Linked DNA regions of Zea mays: region 2 is linked to region 1. A link is a contact called in public Hi-C data. All regions are on one chromosome and are shown on one strand. The core of a region is the stretch at or near the end of the contact, and the rest is flanking DNA. Distances in the headings are between cores, read along the strand shown.

Region 1 (5,697 bases), core at 1,382-3,881:
GTGCGCGGACAGTTCGCGCAGAAGTTAGAGCAGCCACCAGAGGCACACCGAACAGTGCACAGTACCTGTCCGGTGCGGCACCGGACTGTCCACTGCCACAAGAAGACAAATCTCCAACGGTCAAACCCTAACGGTTGGGTGACGTGGCTGGCGCACCGGACTGTCCGGTGCGCCCATCAACAGCAGCCACCCCTAACGGTTGAATTCGTGGTTGAGGGCTATAAATACCCCCCAACCACCTCCACTCCATCCATCCAAGCATTCACAACATTGTATTCAATACAAGAGCAAAGTGCAACACTCCAAGACACAAATCAAAGCCACTGATCCAATCAAAGTCCCCAATTCAATTCTAGTGCATTAGGACTTGTGAGAGGATCTCTTGTGTTTCTTGTTGCTCTTGTTTGCTTGGCTTGGCTTTCTTTTCTTTCTCACTTCTTACTCTCAAGTGCTTTGTAAGCGAGACAAGAGACAGCAATTCTGTGGTGATCCTTGAGGGGTCTAAGTGACCCATGACATTAAGGAAGAAGCCTCACTCGGTCTAAGTGACCGTTTGAGAGAGGGAAAGGGTTGAAAGAGACCTGGTCTTTGTGACCACCTCAACGGGGACTAGGTTCTTTGGAACCGAACCTCGGTAAAACAAATCACCGTGTTCATCCGCTTTACTTGTTGGTTGATTTGTTTTCCCCTCTCTCCCAGACTTGATATTCGCTCTTACGCTAACCCCGGCTTGTAGTGTGTTTAAAAGTTGTAAATTTCAGTTTCCGCCTATCCACCCCCCTCTAGGCGACTTTCAATAATAAAAGTATGATCATGAATAATATGTATCTCCATACCGAAAACCACATAAAGCAATAGCAGGTAGTACCAAAAAAATCAGTGGTAAACAAGGTATAAAAATAGCCAAACTAGGGTAACCTATTGGGTCCCATGAAAATTAACCTATGTAGATCATTATGATTAATAAGAACATTATTGTGTAAAAAGAAGTGATCAAGGGCACAACTTTCCTTCAACGAGCTCCTGCTCAGCAGTCTCCACCTGCTGAACACCTGTATCCTCTATGGCTTGCTCGTCTACTCGCTACAATACGAACAAACATGGTATAGCAGAAATTAACATCACACCGAACATCAGAAAAAAATGCATGATAATATTCTATGTATCATAACGAGATCGTAGGAACAAGAATCACTAAATTCAAAGTTACGATTATTGAGTTATGAATTTCCTAAGTTATTAAGTACTTGGTGTGGAATAATTCAAGTGAATAATTTTGATCCAAGTTTCATGGCTAAACAGAGTTACTAGGTAATAAACAATATTAAAACAAAATCAATGCCACTGGAATGGATCAATTTGGAGTTAAAATGAACTTTCTATGATTTAAATGAGTTTCTGCAATTATTTTTATACCCAAAATCAATTTCTAAGTTCCTTTTTCCTATTTTATTTATTTCCTGGACTGTGCACAAAATACCGAAGAGCACAGGGGCTAACCTATAGAAAGTGCTAAGACTCAGGATTATCATGTGGTGGACGGCGAGTTCATTATCTAAAACTTTAGGGTTTCTTTTAGAAATTGTATGCAGCAAAGGGGTATCCTGTATTCCCGACCGTTAGATCCAAGTCTTGCGGCTGAGATTAGATTTTATTGCATATGAATCAGTATGTGACCAGCACCGTTAGATCGGAATTCAAGGGTTCTGATTTTATGAAGCCGGATTTGTCCCAAACCGCCCGATCAGATCCTTACGTCCCTGATTGAATCGCCTAGGGAGGTAAGCAAGATTAAACCTCTACCGCACATCCATGATCCCACGGTTACCACTCACACAACACCTCATGTAATCGCGGCCATCCATCACGAAATCGACGGTCCGACCGCATCTTCCCCAATCCAACACCGGCGCGGTGGTCCCTCTTTCATCCGCACTGCAGCGCCATGGTTGAACCACCATTCTCTCACCCTCGACACCTAAGCACATCCCCCAAGGGCGCTGCACACTTGCTGATACACCATGAGTCGGATCAGAGACTCCTAACCATGAAGAACACAATACTGCGTCGAGCTCTCGGGGAGGCGTAGGTCCGCCACCAAGCGCGACGCCGACGAGCAATTCACGACATACCAGACACTGTTATCCTACACGGATTGGTGCTACTCGGTACGAATTCGAGGGCGAAGGTATGAATAGGTCATACGACGCTGGGGCACCAGTCCGTGGATCCGGGTGGCTTCACGACGAATCCCTCTTCCGGTGAGCAATTTTGGGCGCAACAGCTACCAGCTTGGCTCGATGATGATTTAGGCGCTTGCCACCCGGCCCAGTGAGGACTCGCCAATCCCCCCACCGCGACCCGAGCGTCGGTGGGCGCGAACCGTCGGAGATGACAACCCGCCTCCCGTACGAAGACCCCGGTGTGGGTGGTTCTAGCTTCCTATAGGGGTGAGATGAGCGCGCGAAGGAGGACGCAGGTATATGTCAGCGCAAGGTGGTCAAGGATGCAACGGCCCCGTCGAATTTGCTGGGCGGACCCCGGTTTCCGCGGCGACGTTTTGGACAGTGTAACGACGGGTGCGGTGAGGGCAAGGGTGGCCCCGACAGGAGGGTCCCATACGCCAGCGACTGTAAGCAGGTATGCGATGAACCACTGCCACTAGGGCCCATGAGTCAGAGACTCATCCACCCTATGTGAGACGCGAGCGCGCGCGCGATAAGCCAGGCTGGCGGAGATGGAAGTGGTTATGGGCCGGCCGAGGAGAAAGGGACGACCCAAGCGACCGAATTCGTTTATTCTTTTTCTTTTTTGTTTCCTTTTCTATTTTATTTTCTTCTTTATTTTTTGAATTTCAACTTGACTTTAAAATATTATGGTGAACCTGTTGTACTCAATTTAAATGCACAATTTTAACATACCAGTTTTGGAAGGAATTTATTCATACATTTATTTTATATTATGTAGTATTTTCCCTTATTCTTTGTGTCATTTATTTCTCTTTATTTTCTAAGTGGTGAGTTGGGTCTTAAATCCCAATTTGGTACTAATATATTTTTATTAGTATTATTATTATTATTTATAGATGCACAACACATAAACTCCAACATGATGCATAAGTATTATGTTAGTTAATTGTTCACTTAAATATGGCTATTCCCATGTTCTATTATGTAGATGGCAAATCATACAATGATATCTACTCCTTTATTATTATTCACAAATTGGGTATTACACCAAACTTGAGGGTTCCTTGGACATGGGTGTCGAGCTCGGAGAATAAATTTTGGTGCCCATCATAAGGTTCGTGGCACCATTGTGGAGCACCCACTAGAGATGGTGGTGCTGGTCCTCTACCCCAAGTCTGCGAGCACCTTCTACTCCACGATGTTGACGATCTTGTCGTTAGTTGAGACAGAGACAGGTTCTGCTACCCGCTCGTTGAAAGGGAAATGTGCCCTTGGGACATTCCTATAATTGTTTTGGTGATTAGATGCCTAACACATTGGTTTGAGCTCAGATGTGCTAAACTAAGTGAGAAGTACAAATCAAAGAGAAAGGTACGTCTCTGGACTTAGTTGATTGTTTTTGGTTACTAACGTGTTCATCTAAGTGCTAGAGACATGACCAAGAAAAGAGAAAAAGGATGGAAGAAAGAAAGGCTCAGGACAGTCAAAACCAGCACCAGCCTGGCACACCGGACTGTCCGGTGGTGCACCGGACAGTGTCCGTTGCCCCAGGCTGGCTCGGCGACCAACTGGGCGCTCTCGGGAATCGGCGGGGCGACGTGGCTAAAATTCATCGAACTGTCCGGTGAGTCACCAGCGCCCGCGCCCAAGTCTTCGGCGACGAACTCGTCGCTCTCGGGAAAAGGAGGAGGCGTCGCGGCTAAAAATCACCGGACTGTCTGGTGAGCCAAAGGCGCTCGCGGCCAACGGGCGGCTACACAATCAGCGGGCGACGCGTGGCCCGCACCAACGGTCAGTTGGGCACACCGGACTGTCCGGTGTGCACCAGACAGTGTCCGGTGCGCCAACCGGTCCCGAGGCCCAACGGTCGGCTGCGCCAGATATGGAAGGAGATCATGCACCGGACTGCTACAGTGGCTGTCCGGTGCACCACTCGACAGAAGGCAAGAATTGCCTTCCATGTTGATCTCCAACGACTCCTAGCTGCCTTGGGGCTATAAAAGGGACCCCTAGGTGCATGGAGCAGTACACCAAGTATTCACTAAGAATCCTAAGACTTCCAGATTCCTCCTCCACGCATTTGATCAATTGTTTTAGTGATTTGAGCTCCATTTGAGTTGTGAACTCCCTGCGCCGTGTTTTGAGCTCAAGTCTTGGCTTGTGTGCGTGTGTGTGCTGTGGATCGAAAGTTGTGTGCGTTCCTTTTCCTCCCTTACTCTTGTGCTTCTTGTGATAAAAACTTTGTAAGGGCGAGAGGCTCCAACTTGTGGAGATTTCTCGCAAACGGGAAAAGATCTCAAAAGGAAAAGACCGTGGTATTCAAGTTGATCACTTGATCACTTGAAAGGGGTGGAGTGCAACCCTTGTCCATTGGGACGCCACAACGTGGAAGTAGGCAAGTGTTACTTGGCCGAACCACGAGATAAAAATCGCGTGTCTCCTGTGTTGCCTTTCTGTGATTGTTTTGTTCGCAAGAGCTCGCTTCATAACTACTTGGTTAAATCACACTAACACTTTCATAATCAAGTTTGTGGCTATTTAGTGTTTGATTTTACAGGATCACATATTCACCCCCTCTAGGTGCTCTCAATTGGTATCAGAGCCGTACTCTTTGTCTAAGGGACTAACCGCCTAAAGAGATGGATCCTAAGGGTAAGGGGATGGTGGTCAATGACAAGGAGAAGGAGTCCCTCTTCAACGAGCCAAGAGACGACAAGCCCACTGACTCAGGCTCAAGTCACAAGAGGGACGAGAAGAAGAAGAGGCGCATCAAGAAGATCATCTACTACGACAGCGATGCCTCCTCTTCTTCACCAAGGGATGACGACGACGATGACTCCTCGTCGAAAAAGAAAACGGTCAATCAGAATTACTCTTTTGACTATTCTCGCATTCCTTACAATTCAAATGCGCATTTACTATCAATTCCCCTTGGAAACCCTCCACACTTTGATGGAGAGGACTATTCATTTTGGAGCCATAAAATGCATAGTCATCTATTTTCTCTCCATCCTAGTATTTGGGAAATTGTAGAGAATGGGATGCATTTTGATAGTACTGATAACCCTATGCTTATAAATGAACAAATTCATAAAAATGCCCAAGCCACTACTGTTTTGCTAGCATCTCTTTGCAGGGATGAATACAATAAGGTGAGCGACTTGGACAATGGCAAACAAATATGGGACACCCTCAAGATATCTCATGAGGGAAATGATGTCACCATGATTACCAAAATGGAACTGGTGGAAGGCGAGCTTGGGAGGTTCACGATGATCAGGGAAGAGGAGCCAACACAAACCTACAACAGGCTCAAGACCCTGGTCAACAAAATCCGAAGCTACGGAAGCACAAGATGGACGGATCATGATGTCATCCGACTCATTCTCAGGTCATTTACGGTTATTGACCCCCATCTTGTCAATCTTATTCGTGAAAAACCCAGGTACACCAAGATGACGCCCGAGGAAATCCTCGGAAATTTCGTGAGCGGGCGCATGATGGTGAA
Region 2 (5,697 bases), core at 1,092-3,591, 150 kb before region 1:
ACGTTCAGCGAGGGCAGGCGGGGGCTAGGACGCGTCGAAGACCCCCGAAGCACCGAACGAAGACCCAACTGCTACCAGCCGATGTTGACCGAGGCGAGATCGCTCCTCTTTGGTAGGCCGTCGTGAGGCAGTTTTTCTCTAAGGCCCCCACGCAGAGGCCATAAGACGAGGAATGTTGGATTCCGCCAAGCGGCGGCTCAGTTGTGGGCGTAGACTCGCCTACTCCACACGTCAGCCTTTGATGTGGGTGAGAAAGATGGTGTAATATGGAATGTAGCCAGGGGACCTGTAATTACCCCGTTGCACACCTGTTGCACGGTATATCTATGGCATGTAGTAGGTAACCAAGGGCATTACGATATTTTAGGCCTTGGGCCCTTGGCCGCCCTATAGATAGCCCCATCCTGTAGCTGGATGGGACACACTTGACAAGACATTTGTGCTCCCAGCCAATTGTTTTGTCGTGCCACCTGTAACACCACTCTCGAGTGCTTGGGCACACTGTTCTAAGTCCCAACATCGGTCCAGTCTCAACATCTTTCACGACTAGAGTTTCATCTGCGGGGGTGGGGGTAGGGGTGTTAGATTCTTGTGCGTTATTGTACTCAATTTATGTGTTATGGGCCTTGGCCCAGCCCATGTAACCCATGCAACACAGTTTACCCTAATTTGGGTTAGGTTTCCAACAATTTTGTTTGACTTTTCCATTATCAAAACACACTTAGGCCTTGTTTGTTTACGTCGGATTGCACCCGGAAACGTTCCAGCTAATCAAAGTTTATATAAATTAGAGAAGCAATCCGGCTAGGAATCGTTCCGACCCACCAATCCGACACAAACGAACAAGACCTTAATATTTCACGATGAATACTCAATTTAAGTGTTATGGGCCTTGGCCCAGCCCATGTAACCCATGCAACACAGTTCACCCTAATTTGGGTTAGGTTTCCAACAATTTTGTTTGACTTTTCCATTATCAAAACACACTTAATATTTCACGATGAATGTAGTTGTTTTGGCTTATTCTGAACAATTTCACATCATGCAGCCGGAAACACTGCCTGAACATATAAAATTCGACCATGGTTATACCTCTAAGAGTCCTGCAATTATTAATGTAAGTTTCCCTGCTTCTTTGTAATTCATTTGTAGGTTTCGTAAGTTTATTTGGATGTTTCTAATGTTGTGTTTTGCAGTTTCTTGAGATCATGGCAGAATTTACTCCTGAGCAGCAACATGCTTTCTGCCAGTTTGTGACCGGTGCTCCTCGGCTTCCACCTGGGGGTTTGGCTGCTCTAAATCCTAAGTTGACCATTGTTAGGAAGGTAAATTGGCTATCTTTGTTCTTATTTCTACTTTATGGTTGACATGCCTGCCCACATTGTTGAAGTTTTGAATTCTTAAATTCCAGCACTCTTCTGTGGCAAATAATAATTCAAATGCAACTGGAGCGACAGAGTCTGCAGATGATGATTTGCCTAGTGTCATGACTTGCGCCAACTATCTTAAACTACCACCATACTCCACCAAGGTATGCTTCTTTCTGCTTTTTGGCTAACTGTGGTTATATCTCCTGTATTGTCTTATAAATTGAGGATTCAGAAACCCAGTCACCAAAGAATTACTTCATATAGCCTTATCGTAACAGGTAACTGGACAAATTTTCAACTAAGGACGTGGAAACTAAAATTTAATGTGGGCAGCACCTTCCAGCCACTCATTAGTTAGAATTATTATTTCGTTAGTTTAAATCAAATAGCATATTCCACATTGCTTGAACCCTTTATATTGACGCATGCTGGTTTTTTTTCTGGAAGGAAATATTTACAGTGCTACTCGTGCTAGTGTGTGGCTTGTTATCTCTGTCTGAATTTTGTTGAAAACTTCTTGCAGGCTATCATGCTAAAGAAACTGCTTTATGCGATCAACGAAGGCCAAGGGTCATTTGATCTTTCGTGAATCTCAACACTAACATAGGTATTGGTCCACCTAGAAATCTGCGTCATTGTTACCCAGAGTTAGTTTCTACCTCATTCATGTATGACATAGGTTAAACTCAGCTCTCCGGAGTCCCACCGAAGGTTTGGAGCCCGTACCTTTGGGTGTGGATGTCTATACTCTCTTTTCTTCTTGGTTGTATATTCTTGCGGATCTTTATAGTGAATAATAGTAATAAATTGTTTTGCGCTTCTTACTATGCTAATCATCAGTGCCCCACCCGAAGCGTCAGTCGTACAAATTTTGCTCGATGGTTTCGCTGCCCACGAATCGGATGGATGGGGGCCCATGAACAAGGGCACGGGATTTCCGGGGCTATCTGAAATAGTGACGGGCATGCAAACACACCTAAGGTTCACGGCCTGCTTTTGGTCGACACAGTGCCACGCGACCGTGCTGGATCTTATCACTGGCCTGTCCGAGGCATCTGAGGATGTCAAGTTGTCAACCGAGGCGCCTATGTGGGCACGGGACTGATCACTTTCACTCGGGTCACAGCGTTCGGTTCAAGAGCATTGGGCACAGTCACACACTTCTTCAGGTCTTGGCGCTTCAGCCACAACCCCAAGGATGACGATAGATGGGCACAAGACACAGCCGTGCCGGCCACGACAGTTGCACAGATCCCCTCGTCTCGTTTGCAGGTACCAGCGAAATTGCTAACGTGCGATGCGACCCGCTGCGAAAACGACGGATCACGTATCAGCGGTCGTTGTCATATATGATCAGTCGGCCGTGCCTTGGCACTGCACAAGCCAATAAAACTCCGCCAGAACTGAGGAAAGATGGAACCGTCCAGGAGTTGCTAAGCCATCGATTGCACGGATAGTATGGCAAGCAGTACATCCAGTAGGTGGTTTGACCTAACATTGGTGTCTGATCCCGTTAGAACATCTCTAACTCCGTCTTAAATTAATGCACTATCATAAAATATAGGACTTATAAAAAACAGTTCCACCAGTGCCTTAATCTAAAATTTTTCATCAAAAAATATATAGGCCGAACTATGAAATGATCTAAATATACTACACCCCCGGCTAGTGTCCTATCCTTATTTTGTACATTATTTTCAATATTTTCTTTTCTAATAATGTAATTTACTTTCCAAATTATATGATTTAAGGCTTAACTGTTGGAGTATAATTTATTTTTAGATCCCTAAATATTTTAAACGATGTAGTATTTTAATTTTTAGGGCACTATTTTGAGCCAACTTGTTGGAGATGCTCTTAGGTTACCTACGGATTCCGGATAAAAAAATCTTGAAATTTCTGCCATAAGATTCTAGAGGAATCTAACACACAGGCACAAAATTCAATGAATACTAGAGATTATTTTTATCCAGAATCCAGTTGATGTTGGCTATTATTTTATTCTTCTATTTTGGATCCAAAGAAAAGAAGAAGAGTAAATCCATAGAAATTCCTAACTAAAAATGTGATTTCTAAAGATTTCATTGTAATTCTTCGAATTATCGAACAAATCCAATCCAACATAATACATTTTTTTTGAAATTAGTAAATTAAGTAATAAAGCATAGAGAAATAATTAAAGAATACAATCGTTATCCATCTTTTCTTTCTTTTTGCTTCATATACTAAAAAGAATTCAAAAAGGCAAAATTTTCGTCATGTCATGAAGAATTCTATCTCTCGTATACGAATAACTAGGATTTAAAGAAGGAAATGACAAAGCATATGTGAATAAACCTGCTAAAGCCTCAAACCACTGAGTACTTAGCACGGGTGCTACAAAGAGATATGTTTTTACATATATAATCAGATACTCTTGTCCAAGATCATTTGTATTTCTTTTGTTTAGGCTAATTTCCTAACTAAAAAAGAAAAATAAATATCGTATATATAGAATGAACCATATAGATGAGATTTTTCTATCAAGTGAGATGTGAAAAAATGTTGTTGGCTGTGAGCTGTAAAAAGCTAAAAATAGTTTAGTGGAAGCTGCTAGAATCCACTAAAATTTCTTCTATTATATTTTTACACGGTTCCATCTGAAAGCTGCTAAAAACAAGTTCATAGTGCTTCCAATTTTGTAAACCGAGGCAATCGTTTTTTTAAAAAGCTGATTCTTGAATTGAGTCCTTCGGTTTGGCTTTTGGCTCTTGAGAGGCAAAAGCCAAAGCCAAAAGCCAAACCAAACATACCATTTGTTATTCTACACTTAAAACAAACTAATATATAACTCGTTAATATCAGTTCCAACTAATCTCCCGAGTAGGATATAATGAGTAGGATACAAAATGAACAACAGAGAACTCATCAAAGTGCCAAAATGTGGTGTGTCCGTAGCACAACATTGAGAAACAAACAAATGGAAACTTTTGCATCCAAAATAAGATAAAAATTTGGAGATAAATAACAAGCATCATGAATATGTTAATCCAATTTCAACCAGGGTAGTCCAATTTGTAGGATAAAAATAAAAAAACAAGGCTGCTTGGACTAACAAGATACCCCAGTTACTAAATAACATAAGCAATTATGAGATAAACTCTGATTTTTGGGTAATTTAGAAATTTGTCTCATTCCTTTACATCAACAAGAATGGCTATACCATCATTTTTTAATGCATCACTAGCCTACACCCAAGCCACCACCGCCTTCACTAGATGTCGCCATGTCGAAACCGAAGCTACTATAGTTGTGCATGCCTTTTGCTGCCACGCCGTTGTCCGTGCTAGCACCACGCACGTAGCGAAGATCTCGCGATCAGGTCCAAGGGAAGCAACAACTAGGGTTTACACGTATGGTGGAATAATGTAACCCTGGCCCTATCCATATATTTATAGAGCATGTTAATGAATCATGGGTCATTAAACCTCTAATCCCAATACAAGTTGGACTCTAATATGATCTTTTATGATTGCCTCTTGGGCATATCTCCAACAATCTCTCCACTTGCACTAGAGACAATCATATAGTTAAGTTCAAATATTCCATTCCCTTAAGTGTGTGACTTGATAAGTTCATGTGCAGACAACAATGAACAAAAATTGTTTTCAAACCACAAGTCAATAGCGCTTCCTAGCATAACATACTAACTCCCAAATATACATAAAGATCATATCAGCCAAACCTTCATACATTCACATATTAATCCCTTTATCACACGATATCAATCAAGCTCAAGGCGAGATATGTGCCATCCTTGTTGTAGCTCAACCATTCACTTAATCAAATAGTAGATTCAATTCATGACTAACATTTAGTCATTGTGATTAACTATTTAATCATATTGGCATGCACATGCACTTTTCAATCCAACTATCTCTAGGGACCCAGATATATCTCTCTTGTTGCAAATGCCATTTTGATCCGCTCATATCCCATTACATGCTTCATGGTACACCTAAAGACTCCATTTATGACTATCCAATTATAGCGTAGCATTTGGGAGTACAAAAAACATGCATAATTACACACAACGAGAAATAATGGTGATCTCAGGTCTAAGGATGTAGTAGGTGTACCACTCAAAAACAACTGATGGCATATAAAGAATAACAATCCCATCAGTGTTTCGGGGTGGGTCAATCCAACACCATGTACATTAACAAGAATTCACATTAATTTGATATCTTTATATCCATTATCCATGAAACATGATCATCAATTAATACATGTGCTAGTATATGCATAATCATTATCTCATATAAAAATATGGATTATGGATTATCTA

What was found. A called contact is a pair of places that touch in the nucleus more often than the background predicts.
Region 2: a Hi-C map of leaf shows a contact between it and region 1, with 4 times the contacts expected there. The contact joins two enhancer-like sites. A contact is called at or near these places in 2 of 25 Hi-C or Micro-C datasets (leaf and leaf mesophyll).

Annotation. Positions count from the first base shown.
Region 1 is chr2:85,956,300-85,961,996 of Zm-B73-REFERENCE-NAM-5.0, reverse strand. No RefSeq gene overlaps it. Among protein-coding and RNA genes, the nearest start is that of LOC103646649, 44 kb to the right of the region's middle. Within about 2 kb of position 2,631, at least 18 of the 20 cell types and tissues checked have an H3K27ac peak or open chromatin away from gene starts, as enhancers often do. A contact at or near this core is called in leaf and leaf mesophyll, where this site is marked.
Region 2 is chr2:86,103,290-86,108,986 of Zm-B73-REFERENCE-NAM-5.0, reverse strand. LOC103646651 (E3 ubiquitin-protein ligase UPL3) reads left to right here. Exons shown (of 17, transcript XM_008671361.3): 14 at 1,049-1,117; 15 at 1,197-1,325; 16 at 1,412-1,531; 17 at 1,894-2,203. The coding sequence ends at 1,959. Among protein-coding and RNA genes, the nearest start is that of LOC103646651, 20 kb to the left of the region's middle. Within about 2 kb of position 2,341, at least 19 of the 20 cell types and tissues checked have an H3K27ac peak or open chromatin away from gene starts, as enhancers often do. A contact at or near this core is called in leaf and leaf mesophyll, where this site is marked.